Regions from separate parts of the Mus musculus genome. Here all the other regions are linked to region 2. A link is a contact called in public promoter capture Hi-C data. All regions are on one chromosome and are shown on one strand. Each heading gives the region's core, a stretch centred on a gene start, on an enhancer-like site or on the middle of the called end of the contact. The rest is flanking DNA. Distances are from core to core; before and after follow the strand shown. Region 1 holds the start of 9330104G04Rik (RIKEN cDNA 9330104G04 gene). Region 2 holds the start of Dhx34 (DEAH (Asp-Glu-Ala-His) box polypeptide 34). Region 3 holds the start of Ap2s1 (adaptor-related protein complex 2, sigma 1 subunit).

The links. Promoter capture Hi-C pulls out the DNA fragments that hold promoters and counts their contacts.
Region 1: a contact with region 2 is called in a promoter capture Hi-C map of second pharyngeal arch cranial neural crest. The contact joins the promoter of 9330104G04Rik here to the promoter of Dhx34 in region 2. A contact is called at or near these places in 2 of 39 promoter capture datasets (cranial neural crest and second pharyngeal arch cranial neural crest).
Region 3: a contact with region 2 is called in a promoter capture Hi-C map of liver, with 4 times the contacts expected there. The contact joins the promoter of Ap2s1 here to the promoter of Dhx34 in region 2. A contact is called at or near these places in 2 of 39 promoter capture datasets (liver and maxillary cranial neural crest) and 1 of 484 Hi-C or Micro-C datasets (B cells).

What each region holds. Positions count from the first base shown.
Region 1 is chr7:16,873,398-16,876,226 of GRCm38.p6, reverse strand. 9330104G04Rik (RIKEN cDNA 9330104G04 gene) reads left to right here and starts at 1,341. Exons shown (of 2, transcript NR_152128.1): 1 at 1,341-2,015. It overlaps Dact3 (dishevelled-binding antagonist of beta-catenin 3), which reads right to left and starts at 910. Exons shown (of 4, transcript NM_001081655.1): 1 at 554-910. The coding sequence starts at 802.
Region 2 is chr7:16,220,723-16,223,504 of GRCm38.p6, reverse strand. It overlaps Dhx34 (DEAH (Asp-Glu-Ala-His) box polypeptide 34), which reads left to right and starts at 1,473. Exons shown (of 17, transcript NM_027883.3): 1 at 1,473-1,507.
Region 3 is chr7:16,736,705-16,739,773 of GRCm38.p6, reverse strand. Ap2s1 (adaptor-related protein complex 2, sigma 1 subunit) reads right to left here and starts at 1,330. Exons shown (of 5, transcript NM_198613.2): 1 at 1,236-1,330. The coding sequence starts at 1,238.

The DNA of each region.
Region 1 (2,829 bases), core at 92-2,591, 650 kb before region 2:
GACTGTTCGGGGGTTTCTCAGCAGCCGGTCTCTCTCTCCAGAGGCCTGAAGATTCCCCTTCCCCCACCCCGCCCCCTCCAGGGATCTCCAAGCACCCCGAGACTTAAGGAAAGATGAAGATGGATTCCGGGTAGCGGGGCCCAGAGGGAGGTTATGTTTGAATGCCGGCTGTGTGACCTTGGGTGAGTCTCTTCCTGTCTCTAAGCCTCAGTTTTTTTCTCTGTAAAATGGGGACTTTCAAACCCTCATGAAATAGGAAATCTGTAAGAAGACGAATGTTTGGTTTAACACACACTAGGCATCCAGGACGGTTAACAGGGTCCATGCTGAGTCCAACGGAGGCCGTGCATCCTCCCTATCAGCTCTATTTGGGGGTAGGAAAAGCCAGGTCTCCAGTCTTATCTCTTTCCCCCTGCCTGCTCCCCTACCCTAGGACCGGTGTGCTGAGCATACACTACCAAGACAGACAGACGGACACAGGAGCAGGGAGGTGGGGGAACGAATGGGGGAGGGAGGAATGCATGGATGGACGCACGGACAGGCGACCCCTCACCAGCTGCTCCTCCAGGGCTGCTGCGGCCCTGCGCGCCGCTGCCGCATCCTCGTCCTCCTCGGCGTCCTCCTCGTCCTCAGCCTCGGCGCCCCCCATCCCGGGCTGGGCCAGCCGCAGCGCCTGCTGCACGCGGTACTCCTGCCTCTCTCGGAGCCAATGCAACTCGCAGAGCCCGGCCAGGCTGCCTTCCAACCATCCCCGCAGCCGACCCCGCTCCGGGCTCACCGGGAACGAGAAGGCCCGGATCATGGCTGCGGCCCCCCGCCCCAGCCCGGCCGGGCCCCACGGCCGCCCCTCTCGCCGGTCCCACCTCCCCGCCCCAGCAGCCCGCCCGCCCGCTGGCCGGGCTGTCACCGTCTCATCTGCATAGGCGCCCGCCCATTGGGCCGCCCACCCGCGCCTCATCTACATGACCACGCCCCTGAAGGCACGACAACGACCTACTATTGGTTGTTGCCTTCCGTGACGCAGGGCTCCGCCCCGCCCCATTTTTCCTTAACAACGCATGCCCAGGACTACCTACGGGGGTATCAGACTCGCCACGCCCCTTTGTGCGGCGATCCTGGGGCTGTGGCCACGCCTTCTTTATAATCACAATGAAGCAAGCCCGCCCTTGCTCCAATTTCATTGGTGCCAGTCGCTTGGTTCTGGAGCTGGTTCCGCCCCCTTGCGGGCGAGCGCTGGCTGCCATTGGGCTCTCCAGGTCCAGGGAAGGGTGGTCTATAAATAGAGACTGGATCCACGTGACAGCTCCGCAGCTGCTCTTGCCGCCCCTCCCAAACTTTCAGCTTCTGAGTCTGCGCAGAAGGATCATCAGTGATGATTGAATCCGGATCACGCCTCCTCTTCCAGGCAGCTTTCCCAGACCCTCAGAAGTAAAGCGGATTGAACATCTTACGGTTTGATTATGCTTTTAAGCAGGACCTGTTCAAACCGGCTCTGTAATTCCATCATAGGGGAGGCTGAACCAGGAGGAGAATTGAGAGTTCAAGGCCAGCCTAAACTACATAGTGAATTTCAAGCTAGTTTGGATTACACAGCGAGTTTCTGTCTCATCAAAACAGCACATTTACGGAATTACAAGACCCTGGGTGAAATATTCTATGCTTTGACCAGAAGAGAATCTGAGGTCTTTTTTGTCTTCCAGGTGCGGTGGAGCTGAGTTCCACCAGTCTGAGCTCGCAGGGGCCTTTGTTCACGGTTCTAAGAGGCTTTGTTCTCAGTCTTCTGAGATGCTCTGTTCTCAACGTTCTGAAGTTCTAAATCTGAGCCTGCCTGCTTTCGAAGGCTGCATTCTGCCTCTTCTCACTGGGCAAGCCGGGCTAGCGCCCCCTCACGCGGCCAGCATGTGTCACTACACCCGGTGTGTCGGCAACGTTTGTGAAATAGCCCATTTCTCAGACGGACCTTTGACTCCTTAAAAGCTCAGATCTGGAAGGGAGGATGGGGCCGTAGAATCGCGGTGAGTTCGAGGCCAATCTGGGCTAACTATGACAGCCTGTCATTGAAAGAAAAATATAGTGTGAAACTGTCTTTTATAATGTTTTATGATCATCTGGCAATAACCAACTTTGATGTGGTGAGTCTATGCCACTTTAAGGCAGAGTAACACTAGGAAACGTATTTGGTCTCTCTGTGCTCTTCATCTACATCTAAAAAAAAGTTATTCTGAACGTTTAACAGCATAATTATGTTTTGTTTTGCTTTTTGAGGGTTTCACTAAGTAACCCTGGCTGAACTGTAACTATGTAGACCAGACTGGCTTGTTACTTTCAGACCACCTCTGGGTTGTATCTGACTCCCCCTACTCCAGTGCTCGTATTAAAGGAGTGGGTCACCACGTATAACCCTGTTATTTTTTATTATTTTTTTTTTGGAGTAACAGCTTCTACCACTCATAAAGAACTGAGTCTTGGGCATGGTGAGTCATATCTGTAATCCCAGCACTGGAGAAATGGCTCCGTGATTTAAGAGTGCTGTTGCTCTTCCAGAAGACCTGGGTTCGGTTTCTGGCACACAGAGAGAAAAAGAGGCTCACAGTCCTCTTTAACTCCAGCATCAGAGGATCCACTGTCCTCTTCTGGTCTCCTCAGGCAACTGCACTCTGTGCGTGAGTGCACACATACACCACACACTGAAATATTTAGTCTTGCTGGGCAGTGGTGGCGCACACCTTTACTCTCACAGCACTTGGGAGGCAGAAGTAGGCAGATTTCTGAGTTTGAAGCCAGCCTGGTCTACAGAGTGAGTTTCAGGACAGCCAGGGCTACACAGAG
Region 2 (2,782 bases), core at 224-2,723:
CTTCGGACGAACAGTCGGGTGCTCTTACCCACTGAGCCATCTCACCAGCCCCCAAATGTCTTCTTTACCCTTAGTATTGTACTACCTGGGGAGGGGTACATTCTTAAGGTCTGGGGTTCTTTCTCTGCACAGAGGAGACTTTGGTGAACAAAACAGAAGAGTTCTCCACTTTTACGGAGCACACATCTTACTGGAGGACACAGAGATAGTCACAAAAGTAAGATTAAATAGGACGGGGTGAAGAACATTCCAGCGCTCAGGAGGCGGTGGTGGAAGGATGAGTAGTTGGAGCCTGGGCAAAGGAGAAAGTTCTTGTCTGAAATACATGAATAAGCAAAGAAATAAAATATTGAGCAATAATGCCCGCTCTGTGGAGGGAGCTGCTTTTAGAAGCAAGGTCAGAGATGACAGCTTCAGTGCACTAATATCTGAATGGGGGGAAAAAGTGAGCTGCACAGAGAAACCAGAAGAGGAAACAGAGAACTCAAAACCTGGCTACAACCCAGCCTGGCCTATATATTTTTATATATGCTTTTCAGCGACTTTTTTTTTTTTTTGCAACAAGTTTTCTTAGGTTATCGATGGGGAAACTGAGGCTCAGTTCCCCAGTGATTGGCACATCGAGGAGTACTGTGTAGTTTTCTCTGGAGTCTTTTCTCACCCATTTAGTCATTAATTTAACATGTGTGGCTCTAGAGAGGGCTTTAAGGGGACACAAGACTGATCAGCACAGAGCTGGTCCCTGGCTTAAGGCTGCTGGGGTTACATCTGATTATTTATTAGTGAGTTATAGTGATAGAGTGACCACATGACTGTCTTATTAATTTAATTAGGTTTTTGAGATGGTCTAGATATGTAGTCCTGGATGACCTGAACTCACTATGTAGTCCAGGCTGGCCTTGAACTTACCGAGATCCACCTCCCTTTGCCTCCCAAGTGCTGGAATTTAAGGCGTGCACTAGTTCGCCCAGTCACGGGACTGTTTTAATAGTGTTTGAGCTCCCTTGCTGACCCTAAACTTTTTGTTTGTTTGTTTGTTTGTTTTTTTGAGAGAGGGTTTCTCTGTGTAGCTCTGGCTGTCCTGGAACTCACTCTGTAGACCAGGCTGGCCTCGAACTCAGAAATCCGCCTGCCTCTGCCTCCCAAGTGCTGGGATTAGAGGCGTGCGTTGTTTTGTTTTTTGGACCCGAAACTTTTGACTTTCTAGTAATTCTGGGTTTACAGGGCTGTGGAGAGGACACGGCTAGGGACTGGCACTTACCTATAACCCCTCCTCTGGCCTCTAGAGGGCGTCAAATCACCCAAAACACTGCCTGAAGCCAGGTGCCCAAGAGCGCTTTGTGCGATGGGCATTGGCCCGCCCGCTACTCCCTATTGGGCTTCATTGTACGGAGAGGCCAGGTCGCGCTTTCGCGATCTGCGCATGCGCAGTCTGGAGAGTGGCGGGAGCGTGCGCAGGCGCAGACCATTTAGGACCGGAAGTTGAGGCGTCCGTGCTATTTCGGAGGTAAGGGGCGGGGCGTGTGTGCGGGGTGTCTGCGTGGCTTTGGTCCCTGGTGCAGGATTTGTGTGGGGCTATAGTTCCGAGCGAGCAGGGGAGTCAAGAGAACCCCAATTTTAATGAAGGAATGTGCCAGGACCCAGAGAGCTCTGGCGGTGCGCGATTCTTAGAAGCTGGAGGACCAAGAGGCCCGGAACTGAAACCACAGAGGGAACAAGTTTCTGAGAAAGGGAGAGAAAAGGGGACCAGGGTGATGGGGTGCCTGCAAGAGAGGCTCACAAGGGCGCCAGGAAGAGATTGGCAAGAAAGCCTGGATGGTGGTGAGACCCACAGTTATGAAAAGATGGAGTTTGAAACAGAACCTTGAAAGTTGGAGGTGATAGTAGAGTCGTGCTGAAAAATGGCGAAAGGAAGAAATGCACCCCAGATTTGCGTTCCTCGCACTGCTTATTTAGCTTAGCAAAATAGAGTGGAAATAGTCTTAATGTTGTGAGAAAGTGAACATATATGTATACATATGTGATTGAGACTACACAGAAATACCGGAGTGGTAGCTGTAAAGAAAGGCACCATTGGTAGATAAAAGTATTGACTGGAGAACTGTAAACAAATAGAGGGCCGGGAGCTAGGTGCTGGATCTGAGCACAGGAGGCTGAAGCAGGAGGATTGTGAGTTAAAGGCCAACCCAGTCTACATAGGATGACTCTTGTCTCCAAAAATAAATAAATTTGAGGAAAAGTTGAAACAAGATGGAGAAAGTGGAGAAATTCAAATGGAGGTCTGAGGAAGAGAGGGAGGGAGGGAGAGAGAGAGAGAGAGAGAGGAGAGAGAGGGGAGAGAGGGAGAAATAGAGAAATAGAAAGAGAGGTATTGGGAAGATGGCCCGGTAAGCCATACTTGGACATAATGGTGCTTACTTGCAGTCCCAGCACTTATGTGGTGGAGACTGGATGGTGAGTGAGTTCAAGGTCATGCTTATCTGTGTGGAGAGTTCAAGGTTAGGCTAAACTACCTGAGACCCCAAACCAAATGAAGGAGTAAAATGCCCGAGGGAACAGACCCATTGGCAGCCATGGGTGCTGATGTTGGGCCTAGTGTGAGTCAGGGTTTTTGTTGCCTAGAAGGAGCTTTCTCCTCCTTACTGTCCCAGTCTTTTTCTGAGGATCACTGGCTCCATCTTCTAGCAGCTTTCCAAGGCCTGGTCCTCATTCCCTTCTAGAATAGAGTTCTCTCAGTCCTGTCATCACCGAGCTTCAGTCTTTACTCAGAAGTGTTGTACTC
Region 3 (3,069 bases), core at 81-2,580, 520 kb before region 2:
ATTCTTCCCTCAACCTATCTGCCTTATTCAACCTAAGCAGAAAACCACAAACAGGATGTTACATGCCCCTTCCAAGAACTACTTCTGCTGAGCCAGGGAAACCCAGGAAGGGAAGGGGGTGGGCACAGGAGCAGAAGGGAAGAACAGCTGGAAGCAAGGCTGAGTTAAGCCCTCTGTGTCCTACCCCACTTCAACCAATACTTCTTTCTGTTTCCCTCAATGAGAATCGTTTCACTCCTGGGAACACATCTGAGCAGCCCCTAGTCCCTACATCCATCCCTCTGCTGTACCCTCAGGGAGCCTCCCGACCACCTCCCCACATTGTTCGTTGTAACCTCCATCCCCCTGACCCCAGCACCTTTGGCCCCGACTCCGGGAAGCTTCACCTGTCCTTCATTACAAGCACCCCTTCTCCCTGTCCAAGGCTGGCCTCCCTTTTTACAAAGGTCGCATCGAACCTCCAAGACCTCTACTCACCTCCTGTTCTGACATCCCCCTCCCAAGTCTTCTTCTCCAAGTCCCTATCCAAAGAACTCTTAGTTCCAAAAGGCCCGTCTTGGAGGTGGAGGTTCCCCTAAATCCAGTGCTCAGCCCTTCTCCCAAAGCTCCCCCTCCTCAAATGTGACGCCTCCAAGTCTACTCTGCACCCCGGACCTCTCCTCTGTGGAACATTCTGTTCAGTTGCTCCCCATTTTCTTCTAGAATCCACTTTCTACTGCTACAGCCCTCTCTCCTCTTGCAGCAGCCTAACTCTAATCCTACAGGGGCTAACTTCCGGCCTCCAGGGTCCTCTTCTTCCCCTGGAGAGCATCTACCCTGGCCATATCCAATTTGCCCCAACACTAGCTCTCCTTAAAACCAGCTCCTTCCTTCTCATAAGGAACCCTCTCTACCCTGTCTGTAGAGTCTCTGGTTCTTTTCCATCATCCCTTCCTCATCTCCAATATCTTCTCCCGCCTCTGTGGTTTCAAAATCACCCCCAAATGTCTCCCACCAAGGCAGTCCCTCCCCTGGACACTCCTTCCCCTCCAAATCCTTTGCTTGGAACCACAAGCACACCCCGCAGCGCAGCATCCAGCCCCTGATCCCCATTCCTGACCCCAATCCCGAGAACCCGCGCCCGGCCCGGATCATCCGCAGCAGGAGGAAGCTTGTCACCTCCAAACCGAAACCCCGGGGACCGTACGTGAACCACCCCCCTCTGCCTGTCCCCGGTACGACGCTCCCCCCGTTACCATGGCGACCCCTGTCTGGACCCCAGAGGCCCGGGTCCCGCTGTAACAGGGCGGCTCCGGCTCTGCTTGCAGTTGTGGGGCCCAGGGCTAGAACTGACTTCCGGCAGGAGAACCCGCCTTCCTTCTCGGGCACGGCCCTCTGGGAGTTGTAGTTTAAACGCACGCGTTGGCAAGGGTGGCCCCGGTCTAACGCCTTCCCAGCATGCTCTGCGACTGCCCTTTTTCCTATCAAGAGACCTAGTCGCCAAATGCGAGTACCAAATGCATTGTGGATGAAGGACTCTGAATAAGGACAATTTCCATAGGTTAAAAGTAGACTGAGTGAGCGTTGCATTTCGGGAAATGTGGTTCTAGTGCTCCTCGATCCCAAAGCTACCAGCAAGGACATGCTGGGAATAGTAGTTTTTTCTTTTCAACTTTGCTTTAAATTATAACATATAATGTGCTTTGATAATATTTCCCCATTATTATTAGCTTACTTCTTTCTCCTCCACCAAAACCCTTTCTTCCCCAAAGTGTTCCTTTTTTCATGTATGTTTTTCTTGCGGAGCGTGTGACCCACGGCATTGATCTGGGGTTGCGGATGTGAGCGTTACTTACTTGGGCATGGGCATCTTTTAACAGAATACACTACTGGGAATATGACCCTCGCACCCTCGGCGACTGGTTTTTAATTTTTTGCTTATTTTATGTATTTGAGTTCTCACCTGCATGTAGGTAAGTCTATAGTATGCCTGCAGTGTCCACAGAGGTGGAAGACAGCATAAGAACCTAGGAACTGGAGTTTGGGAGCCGAATCTGCTAGAGTAGCAAAAGCTCTTAAACACTGAGTCTTCTCTCCAGCATCTCAATCCGTGCCCACCTGTGGTGAAATGCTGATGGGCCTGGTCTCCTACAGGCCTTGAGCAGTAACTCCCAGCTGCTGTAAGGTTTGGCATCATCTCTGTCACGTTCAGAAGGCATGTTTCACTCTTCCCTCCAGTGATTTTTTTTTTCCTTTAAACTCGGGTTTTAAAAAAATATTTATTATATGTAAGTACACTGTAGCTGTACTCAGATACTCCAGAAGAGAGCATCAGATTTCGTTACCAATGGTTGTGAGTCACCATGTGGTTGCTGGGATTTGAACTCAGGACCTTTGGAAGAGCAGTTGGTGCTCTTAACCGCTGAGCCATCTCACCAGCCCCTAAGCTCAGGGTTTTATGTATCCCGGACTGGCCTAGGACTAGCCTTGTAGGGGAGGATCAGTTGGAGTCCTGATCCTGCAGCTTCTGCCACCAAAGGGGCTACAGTATAGGCATATGCCACCACACCAGTCTTAGGAAAAGTAGGTTATTTTATTTTATTTTACTTTTGAGACATGGTTTCTTATGTAGTCCTGGCTGTCTTGGAACTCACTCTGTAAACCAGGCTGGACTTGAACTCAGAGATCTGCTTACCTGGACTTAAGGTATGCACCACTGATGCCCAGCAGAAATAGTGTTAAACAAGTCATTACGCTGTGGACCTAAAAATGTAACTAACTGCCTTTCTATGCTTACGCAGTGCTCTATTTAGTTGAGCTTAGGGATGTAGGTTTTCTCATAAATATAACTACATATGTACATAAAATAAAATAAAGATAGGAATTGGGCTAGACACAGTGTCTGTAAATCCATGGAAGTGTACTGGTATGGATTAAGGCTATCCTGTACTATATAGGGACTCTCTGGCTAGCCTCGACTACAGAGTCAGACTTTGTCTCAAAATTCTAAAACCTGAACGAGGCAAATAGGTCAGTGGATAAAGACAACTGCTGCCAAGCCTGACGATGACCTGTGTTCAATCACTAGAA